2 separate regions of the Zea mays genome follow, and region 2 is linked to region 1. Evidence: chromatin contacts called from public Hi-C data. All regions are on one chromosome and are shown on one strand. The core of a region is the stretch at or near the end of the contact, and the rest is flanking DNA. Distances in the headings are between cores, read along the strand shown. Region 1 has its middle 140 kb from the start of LOC100285383. Region 2 holds the start of LOC100285383.

Region 1 (4,969 bases), core at 1,535-4,034:
TTTGGTATTTATTATGGGTTGGGTTTATTTTGGTCCTTCAAATTCTCCCCTTTGGAATCAAAAACCAAACAAAAAGACAATAGTAACACAAGGGAGGATCAAATTTTTGTGATCTTTAATATGTGGAATGGATTTGATCACAAACTTGACTCTCACATTACATATATAAGCTCCCCCTAAGTGTATGCATACACATGGTAGATGACAAAGCATATGTATAACTAGTAATTTAAGCACAAGAGGAGTTTAATCTATACAATGCATGGCGAAAGCATTTAAAAAAATACCAATTGAAAGACAACATAATGACATTAGTTTAGAGATATCACATGTAGAAATCCAATGGATCTTAATACCAATTAGTATGATATGTCATACAACAAAAAATGTGAAGTACTACTTGTAAGTGATCATCCATGCTTAACTCTAGAGAGTGCATTTTTCTTTTCAATGAGACTATTGCATACATGATAAACTTGAATAGATGTTAGTCAAAATTCCAACTTATAGATTGGTTGGGTTGATTTTATCAATATCACACTTACATTTACACTGACATCATTCATTTTGTGTGGTAGTTGCTTTGTAACTGGGTTGTATTCTTTTCTTTAGTGTTTTTGAATAGTTGTTAGATTGTGTGCTTATATAAAGTCAACCTAGTCATTTATCAACTTGATTTGTTGAAGAGGCTGACTTGTTGTGGAAAACAGATCTAGAGAAAGTATCCGCTTCTTGCCATCTCTCATACTAATTAACCTTGTTATAGTATTTTGTAGTCTTGGCAAGTTTTTATAGGCTATTCACCTCCTCGAGCCATCTAGATCTTATTAGCATGCCATACTCTACTCTCGATGACCCACACACAATTGTCAGCTAGAGAAATAAGAGGCCCCGATCTCGCATCAAAATGTGGTCGTGTAATGACACCTAGATACCATAGGTACCCAAGAAGTTTGTAGAGTTAGGAAGAGAGTGAGGGGCATATTTAGAAGGATTGTTGGATTTAAGGTACAACTATGGCTACTGACACAAAAATGATTTATAGAGGTTCATGCACACAAGTGTACTACTTTATATTCTTTTAGTGTATGACAGATTGATGAAGATAAAGTGAAGAACATTACATGCTCAGTTGTAGGTCGAGCCTAATGACCAACTATCTCTTCCTTTCCTTTTGGCCATGGTGAGATTTCTAGATTAACTAGCCTCTAGTTCACCTCTGATTATGACCCCTTAGTTTGGACAAGCTTGGGAAGTTGAATTGACTCTAGATCGAACCCCTTTCTATGTTGCTCTACTCCCTTTTATACCACATGGGAGGAGAGGGTTACATGCATCTTGGATAGTGGATCTTATCCAATCAAGGTTCATCTACTCATATCTTATCGCAGACGTGGAACCATATACAATGCATGTCTCTATTGTGCAACAATGTTGAGCACGTCTTACTGCAGTGATAGATACATCCTGTCATAGTGGCAGATATTGGAGTCCACGTCGTTGAGTATGACGTAGTTGGTAAATAGTGTAGATGTCTACACTTTATAATGCTTGTGGGTATACTAGCATGTCCATGCGTGTCTACAATGACAACAGTACACACCATACAATGGTCATGGATACATCTACGACCTTAGTCATGGCACCATTGTACTTTCTTGATCGTAACATCATCCATCACATTTAGCATGATGAACTAAAGCCTTATCTTGATTTCCCTGCACCATGTAGCAATTTTTTATTAGAGGCCCATGTGGCATGATATCGTACTGTTCCGGAACATCCTGCTCCACGGACGTCATAAGGGATGTCTGAGGAATCTGGTTATATGCTGCCCTAGTTTGTAGGGATCCTAGCACACTTGGCCAAGCAGGGAGTTTGGTCCCTGACCTGTAGGGTCCTAGGATCTGGTCCTGTGGTCTAGAGGGCGTTAGACTTAGCGAGAGTTGGCATGCTAGTATCAGCCAAGACCACTCTTTCTTCTACTGGCAGATCTTCCGAAGACGTATTGCCATAGTACCGAAGATATGTTATTCCCCAGACGCTAACATATCTGATGTCATTTTGTTATATTGCATGTGTTTTCTTTTTGCTCTAGCTCCACTACCTCATATAAATTTAGCAAATGAATTTAAATTTCAAGAATAGCACTTCTATAGCTTTATTTATTATAATAAGCATTGCAAAAAAAAATCTTAAATTACCAAATAAATCTGACTATAAATTGAAATGAAATTTCACGAATAAAAGGAAAATGGAAAAAAATTAAAAATGCCATCTCTACTGTAGAAATATTTTTTTCCCGTCGGAGAGAGGAGCCCGTTGCATGCATGGTAGCGCTTGCTTGCTCAATATACCTGGAAACCTTTGATCCGCGCGCAAGAATCGTATTCGTGCATATGGACAAGATGAAACATGGTGAAATTAAAGTTGGGCCCTACTGTTCCTGAGCGCTCTCCGGCCAACGAGAAGGTAACAAACTTGGTTCAACTTGCTCTGTTGTTGTTCCAAAGCTAGAGCGAGCTCCGATCCTGATGAGATGGATGGAGCTTTCATGAACCGTACGTACGTGAGCCCGTGACCGTGAGGTCCCGTAGTTTTCGGCAGGAATCCTTTTCTTTTCTGCAGCACTACAAGGGTCAAGGAGTGAAGAAGATGACATGGGCACTGGCCATTATCGCTGCCTCTCAGTCAGTCTGTGAGCTAGTGGGAGTGTGACAGAGAGGCCAGCCGGCCCGGCCACACTGCACGTCTGCACGTAAGTACTCCAGAGTCCAGACGTACTGCTGCCCGCGTCGAGGAGAGCGAGGAAACAGGGAAAGGCGTGCATGTGCATGCATGCCTGTACTGTACGTGTACGTTACTGCTATGCTACTGCCTGCAGATCGATTCGCAATGAGGTCATGTGTCTCCGTATGCACGGTCGCACGGTCGAGGAATCTAGGTTGGGACTAGTATAAGTTTCAACGTTCCTGTCGTGTTATTCTTTTACAAATAACTTCTACATCTATTTTAAATTAATCTACCCCATGTCTGTCCTCTACGTCCTAAAACACACCTCTGCATATAGATGGTCAAACGGTGACCGGCACGGACCCTGACGCCCGCGGGCCACAGCTCTGGCCCAGACACGGCTTGCCGGCCTGCTGACTGTGCCGGGCCGACACGTTAGCTCGTCGAGCCATTTCGTTGAGGTGGGGTTCAAACTCACACCGTGATAGAAGAAGTGCGAGAGACACTGGGTGAAGCCGTCTAACCAGTATAACATCATGATTAGATGTTTTTAATATTGAATATAGATTTTACATATTTATATATGTTTTTTTGTGAAATAAAAAATATAATCGTGTCGGGCCGGGCCAGCACTACGGGCCGAGGCTACAGTCCAAGCACGGCACGACGCTCGTGTCAGGCTGGCCCAGGCACTATTAAATGTGTCGTGTCTCGAGCCAGCCCGTCATACACGACCATTTGGTCATCTATATCTCCGTACGATAATGATTGTCCTCAACTTAGTTGTCGCCACCTCGTTCGTCATCCTGTTTTTCTTTTCTCTCTCCTCCCTCATGCCTCCGCCTTCGCGCCACCCCATTCTCGGCAGAGGGCGTGGGAGCAGGAGTCTCCTCCCCGTATTCGTCCAACACAAGCCCCGACACCGACCCCCGCAGTGGCTATTGCACGTCCACGAGGACGTTTCACAGTATGCGCGCACCATCGCTTTCGCCATCGTCGGACGTCTCATTCGTGTTCCCGGCCTTCGCCCTATTCTTCGTCCCCAACCTACTGCCCCTGTCCACGATCGCAGCCGTGAGCCGACCGATGCTCTTCGACGCGGGTACGGGGCGAGTCGGTCTTGCTCCTGGCCTTTCTTCATGTGTGCCGCCGAGGAGTACACGGTGGCGCCTGCCACGCTTAGGTTATCTTGACGATGAGGAGTCTAGGTCTGAGATATTGGACAACCAAGACCTGTAGCACGGCAGTAGTCGGCATATGCTACGGAGTTGGTGCTGGTGTTGTGTCGCCTCGGCGGGTCCAGGGCTAGGAAGGCACTCGCATTATCTCGCCCTTCTTGGACCGATGCCTGGTGCGGGTGCCTCTCGGTTTGAAGCTACTCCAGCTGGACTTCTTTCTCCGCTTGCATGCTCTCTCCCTATATGTATCTAGCAGTATACTACCTATGTCGCCTCTAGATGTCCAGGTCTTCGTCGTGTCCTTCTTCGGCAACGAACAGGTATGCCCACCTCTTCCCTTCCCTTCCTGCTCTACGAAACCTTGGAAGCGGGGAGACGAGGGATGTGGGTCACTGATTTGCTGCCTATGGTACCTGTTCAATAGCTCGACATCGCCTGTCTACATGGTCTTTTCCTTACCACGATGTCGACTCGGTATGCTTCTACTGATTCTATGTACCTGTCACCCATCCTTCTATCATTGCAAAAATTATTGTGTTGTTCCTTTGTTGTTTTGGGTATTAGTTTTTTTGTTGTGCTAAGGACTGAACATAATTTCATTGTGTTAATACTTTATTTATTGTCTATACATGGTTTGTGTTCTTCTGATGATGTCTCATGGATCCTGCAAAATATTTGTTAGGATTTGGAGATCCATGCGGGCACTATCACATGTTGCTCGTCTCTTGTGTTCTTAGCTCTTGCAAGCATTACGGCGTTTCTGAGACCACATTGGCGCAATGGACTCTATGGTGTTTGAGGTTGATGAATTGGATGGAGCAACAATAATTTGTCACACTAACAGTAAAAGGAAAGGTTATTTGTTGGTTTCAAACATTAGTAATTGCTACGAAGTGTAATAATTTGTATAGAGCGCATCCAGTCTAGCAACCACTCCATATTTTGATCTATCTTTTTATAAGTTTGAGTTTATGTGACTTATTTTAGAAACTTGAACTCACAAACTTCTTCTTATTTGGTCTCTGTATGGTGAGATTATGTCATTCTATAATCTTTGT
Region 2 (5,223 bases), core at 1,758-4,257, 140 kb after region 1:
TGCTGTTACCAACCAGAGAAAGGGGTACAAATTTATAATACATACAGTTTTATATATGAAGTCTGAAGCTGCAAGCAGTACATGCCAAGGCATCATCCTACATAAAGATAGCTAGCGTCCATAAACCGACAAAGTCCACGCTTACTTTACACCAGGAAAAAAAAGATGAAAGGAAGGGTTAAAATTACAAAAGAAAGAAGAAAAAAAATAAGAGCGAAATCTACCCGCCCCTCCTCCCCCCCCCCCCCCCCCCCCCGAAAAAGCCTGGTACTTTTGTTTTGTTTCAAACAAAGTTGCCCATTTGCTTCGCTCAGGGGACACTGCTGGATGCTGCATTTCTCTCAGGGGACCTCCCTCCCTACCTCTGGCTCTGGCTTATGCACGCAGCTCCCTCGCTCTTCCCACCTTCTTATTATTCTTTTTTTTTCCTTTTCTCCCCCTCTCTCGCCAAGGCTCCTTCTGTTTTTTAGTTACATGACGGAGCATGCGTTGGGGTTCTCGTCGCTGAAGATCTGCGGCGCCATGGGCTGGTGGTGCGGCGGCGCGTACGCCGCGTACGCCGGCGCCGGGTACACCGGCTGGTAGACGTACCCCGGAGGCGGCGCGTAGTAGCCTCCCGGGAACGGGAACCTCGGGTAGTGCATGTACATGCTGGCGGCGGCGGCAGCGGCAGCGTCTTTATCTCCCTCCTTTTCCTCCACCTTCTCGCCGCCACCGCCGCCCTCCTTCTCCTCCTCCTGCTTCTCGCCGTCCTTCTTCTCTTCCTCCTTGCCCCCTTCCTTCTTCTTCTCCTCGCCACCGCCATCGCCTCCTCCTTCCTTCTCCTTCTCCTCCTCCTGCCCCTTCTCCTCCTCCTTGGCCCCCGTGTTGTCGCCGGCGCCGCTCTCCGGCGGTGGCGCCGGGACCGGCTCGGACTTGACGACGGCCGCGTGCTTGCCGGTGCGCTTGTACACGTACTCCGCCAGCTTGGACTCCTCGAACACGCCCTTCACTGCCACCTCCGACGCCTTGAGGTCTGGCTCTGCAGATTGCACGCCTGCACACCACGCCCATGCATGCATCAACGACGACGACGACACAACAACACGATGCATCATTGTTTCTAGCTGGTTCACAACGGGTGGGGTGGGTATGGGTGGGTGGATGAGTTTATTCATGCCTCGACAAACTCGTATGTTTGTATGCATCCATTCATTCACCACTCTGAAAAAGATGCGTCAATTAATGCATGTGCTCCGAATCATTTCAACTCATCAATAAGAAAACGAGCAGAGGGTGGTTTGGGCAAAGCTGAATAATGCCTGAATAATCGTCACACTTATAGCTACTCCAGAACAGGACATGTGGATGTATGCAGGGTGGTACTAATGATATGGGTACAAATGCATGAAAACGACCATACCAAAAATAAAATAAAAAATGATGGCAGTGGGAGCACCGACCTTTCATCTTGAGGATCCTCTTCCTGATCCCCTGGGCGCAGGCCTCGCAGTGCATGTGCACCTTCAGCACCACGGCGATCACCGGCGGCTTACAGGGAGAAAAAAAAGAAAAAAAAACATTCTCACATCAGCAAAGGGGAGCAAGATTGTTGATGGGAGGACAAGTATGCGTCTCATTGGTAGTGGTACGGTCTGGGTTCACCTCCTTCTTCTCCTCCGGCTTTGGCGGCTCGGGCTCCTCCTCTGCCTTCTTCTCCTCCGGCGGCGTTGGCGGCGGGATCGGCGACAGCAACTCCACCTTGCGGCCGGTCTTCTTCTGCACGCGCTCCACCACCCTCATGGGGTCGGCGGCCGCCTTCTTCCCCTTCACCACCACCTTGTGCGACTTGGAGTCGGCGACCACGTCCTCCACTCCTGCGTGCAATTTCCCGCTTCAGTTCAGCACACGCATGGGCAAGCCGCCGTTGCGTAGCTAGCTTAGAACATTGTTCGAGAATCATCTGCAGCAAAGCATACTCCTAGTCTCCTACACACGCATGGCTGACTGGCTGAGGAATGAATCGGCTTCACTTTTTTTTCTGGGGGCTCTGACCTCTGAGAGAATGACGTACGCTTGGTCGAGCAGGCCGTCATACTACCAGCCTGCCCCTGCCCCTGCCCCTGCGCCCTGCCCCTGCCCTGCCCTTTTGTCGAGCCATCTCGGCGGAGGGATCTCTCTCTAGTCAGGGAGCCTGGATGGGTTCGTGTGCAATTGCTACCATTGCATGAATCCCCCACCCCCTGCCTTCAAACCCATCCATGAACCGCAGCAAGAATAACCCCCGAAGCAAGTATACTAAATCTGGAATTCTTTTTCCTTTCTTTCTCTTTCTCTTTTTTTAAAGAGAGAGAGAGAACCGATCAGCGTACAGATACTACGTGTTACCGCAATGAGAAGAAACTGAGAAAGCAAAGGAGGAGGAGGCTAGCAGTAGCAGCGGAGTTTGAGGACAGGCAGAGGGCAGAGCATTTATTACCGTCGAAGCGCTTGAGGATCTTCTTGACCTTGCGGGCGCATCCCTCGCAGTGCATGTAGACCCGCATCTCGACCTCCTCGGGCGGCGGCGGCGGCGGGGGGGGAGGGGGCGCGTCGTCCTTCTTCTCCTCCCCGTCCTTGGGCTTGTCCTCCGCCGCCGCGGCGTCCTTGGGCTTGTCCTCCGCCGCCGCCGTGGCGTCCATGGGCTTGTCTTCCTTCTTCTTCTCCTCCTCTGCCGCCTCCTTGGGCTTCTCCACCTCCGCCTGCAATGCAAGGCCACCACCGTCACCGTCCGTCAGGATGACCGACCTGAGCACCGTCGAAGCGGCGTCCGTTCCCGACGGCCAAACTCACCTCGCCCATGCGGCCTGCGCTGTGTGCCCTGCTCTAGTCCCTTCACACTCACACACTGTACTGCTGCTGCTGCGACTGCAAAGCTCCTCCACTCCTCGGTGACCGAGCGGTGCGGGTGAGTGCCTGTGGTGGTGGCTGCCTCTGTGCTGTGTGCTCTGTGTCTGTGCTCTGCTCGCGTGTCTGTGACGCCGGCCGGTGGGTATGTATAATGGGATGGGTCACCTATATGTAGCGAGCGGGGAGGGGAATGGGTGGGCGCCGCTAACCGAGGCCGGCCTGCGAGATCCGCATGGAAATGATTCCGGCGTCTCTCCTCCCTTGCCTCCCTCTCACTCCATCTCTCTCTCTCTCTTGGAAATTACTAGCAGGCACCGACGAGACGAACACCTACCTGGCTGTAAGAAATCACTAAGAGCTTGTTCGGTTAGCTCTCAATCCATGTGGATTGAGCGGGATTGGATGGGTTTGAATCCCAAACAAGTCAAACTTCTTCACAATTTTTTCCAATCCCATCCAATCCATGTGTATTGGGAATAACCGAAAAGCCCTAACTGTGAATAAACATACTGCAGCGCGCCGCGCGCGCGTGGGTAAGTTCCTTTTTATTGCTGCTTGGAGAACGAGAGGGAAGAAAAGATTCTTTTTTGGACGATGTAATAATAATAAATTATTACTTACTGTGTGTTTTTACCCAGTACTCCAGATTTACTACAACTATAATTATACTAGTAATAATAATAAATTAAATTTGTTGGTACTACATGTTTGTACGATGTACGTTGGTGACCATATATATATTTTTTTTACTTCAACTTGCACACTGCCATAGTGCCATGCCATGCACGGGCCGCAAGCAAAGCATCCGTTGGGTGACACAAATCTACAAATAAACAAAAAGAGAGGGAAAGAGAGAGGGTTTCTTGGCATGTAAGTATATACGTGCGTTTCTCAAAGTGCCTTTGCAATGTATCTCATCTCATCTTCGCCCAGGGCGAGGCCGAGGAGCTTTGCTGACGCATCTACTAGTTCGCTCGCCCCGGCCCGTACTCAAAAGTGCCTTTCTGTGTTTCCTTTTTTTTTCTCTGAGAGGCTTGGTGCATCATCAAGTCATTAGCTTTCTTGCCACACACTGTATTATCAATGTATTTATTTATTAACAAAAGCTTCAGTTTCTGTATCTGTTCTAGACTTTTCTAGTGCTCCGCTAGGACTACACGCATGCATGACTCAGCACACATATCCCTACCCAGCTGTCCGCCATGCATGCATGCGTGTGCATCGTGCTCGTGCAGCCAAAATAAGGAGATCGATACAATACAGATAGCTTAGTTTCAAGATATTCGCTTGAGTTTAATTCGTATCGATTTCTACTTTAATTCGTATCGATTTCTACTGTTCCAAACTAGCAGCATACGGATCCAGCGTTATATATAGTTTTGTCCTATAATATGGCTTACTTGCAGTAGACCCAAAGGGCGGGGCTAAAAGTTTTTCAGCTTTGTTGTTTGACCGATCTTGTGGAGAACGGCAACAGCCTGATTCTATTTTATCGTATTTCGAGTAATTAAAGTCTAACCATCGTGTAGCCGTACTACTAGTCAAGTTAACAGCGTGCATGTACCGCCTTCTGATTTGACGTGACCCGGTAAATATTTACCGTGCTTGGAGGATTTCGAGTTTTTTCCCCTCTCCTCCTACACTCTTTGCTATAAAACTTAAGTTTAAGGCCCTGTTTAGATTCTTAGAGTTGAAATCCATTCCATTAATTATAATTTAGATAAATAATCATTAAACTAATATAATTTTTATAAAATATATTTATATATATTATGGTTGACTATACGAAGGAGATAATCTTATATCTTGTATTTCTCATGTATGAGAGGGAATCAAAGAGCGTGCTAAAAGTTACTCCCTCCATTCCATAAAATAAGGTTTATGTATTTTTTGACAAAATCTTTAGAGCTAAACTTTCGTCATTAATTTTTTAAAATATGACAAATACAAGTTGAGGGTCATATTAAAATATTTTTGGATACAAATTCAAGTTTATAACATGCATACATTACAAATATATGTTTTTTTGCTGATTTGTTGGTCAAAGTTTTAAAATGTCGAGTTTTCGAAAACATGCATGCCTTTATTTTATGGGATGGAGGGAGCACATAGTAAAAAAAAAATATATGGCATTGGTGATCTATAGAATCAATCGGTCCCTGTTAACTTGTGGATTTAAGATATGCCTATATGTGAACTTTGAAAAGTTATGGAATATCAAATTCTAGATCAAATAGTCTAGTATATTAAGTTGATTTGTTTTCAATGCAACAAAAGGATTCAAGTTGCCCTTAATTGATTTTTTTTGTGAAATTTGTATATGATACTTACTTAAGATTTCTATATTCCAAATAG

Evidence for each region. A called contact is a pair of places that touch in the nucleus more often than the background predicts.
Region 2: a Hi-C map of leaf shows a contact between it and region 1, with 1.9 times the contacts expected there. The contact joins the promoter of LOC100285383 here to the enhancer-like site in region 1. A contact is called at or near these places in 4 of 25 Hi-C or Micro-C datasets (ear, leaf and tassel).

Annotation. Positions count from the first base shown.
Region 1 is chr2:71,315,472-71,320,440 of Zm-B73-REFERENCE-NAM-5.0, forward strand. No RefSeq gene overlaps it. Among protein-coding and RNA genes, the nearest start is that of LOC100285383, 140 kb to the right of the region's middle. Within about 2 kb of position 2,785, at least 12 of the 20 cell types and tissues checked have an H3K27ac peak or open chromatin away from gene starts, as enhancers often do. A contact at or near this core is called in ear, leaf and tassel, where this site is marked.
Region 2 is chr2:71,452,466-71,457,688 of Zm-B73-REFERENCE-NAM-5.0, forward strand. LOC100285383 reads right to left here and starts at 3,008. Exons shown (of 5, transcript NM_001372212.1): 1 at 2,812-3,008; 2 at 2,459-2,720; 3 at 1,645-1,856; 4 at 1,443-1,530; 5 at 435-1,036. The coding sequence starts at 2,820. The coding sequence ends at 471.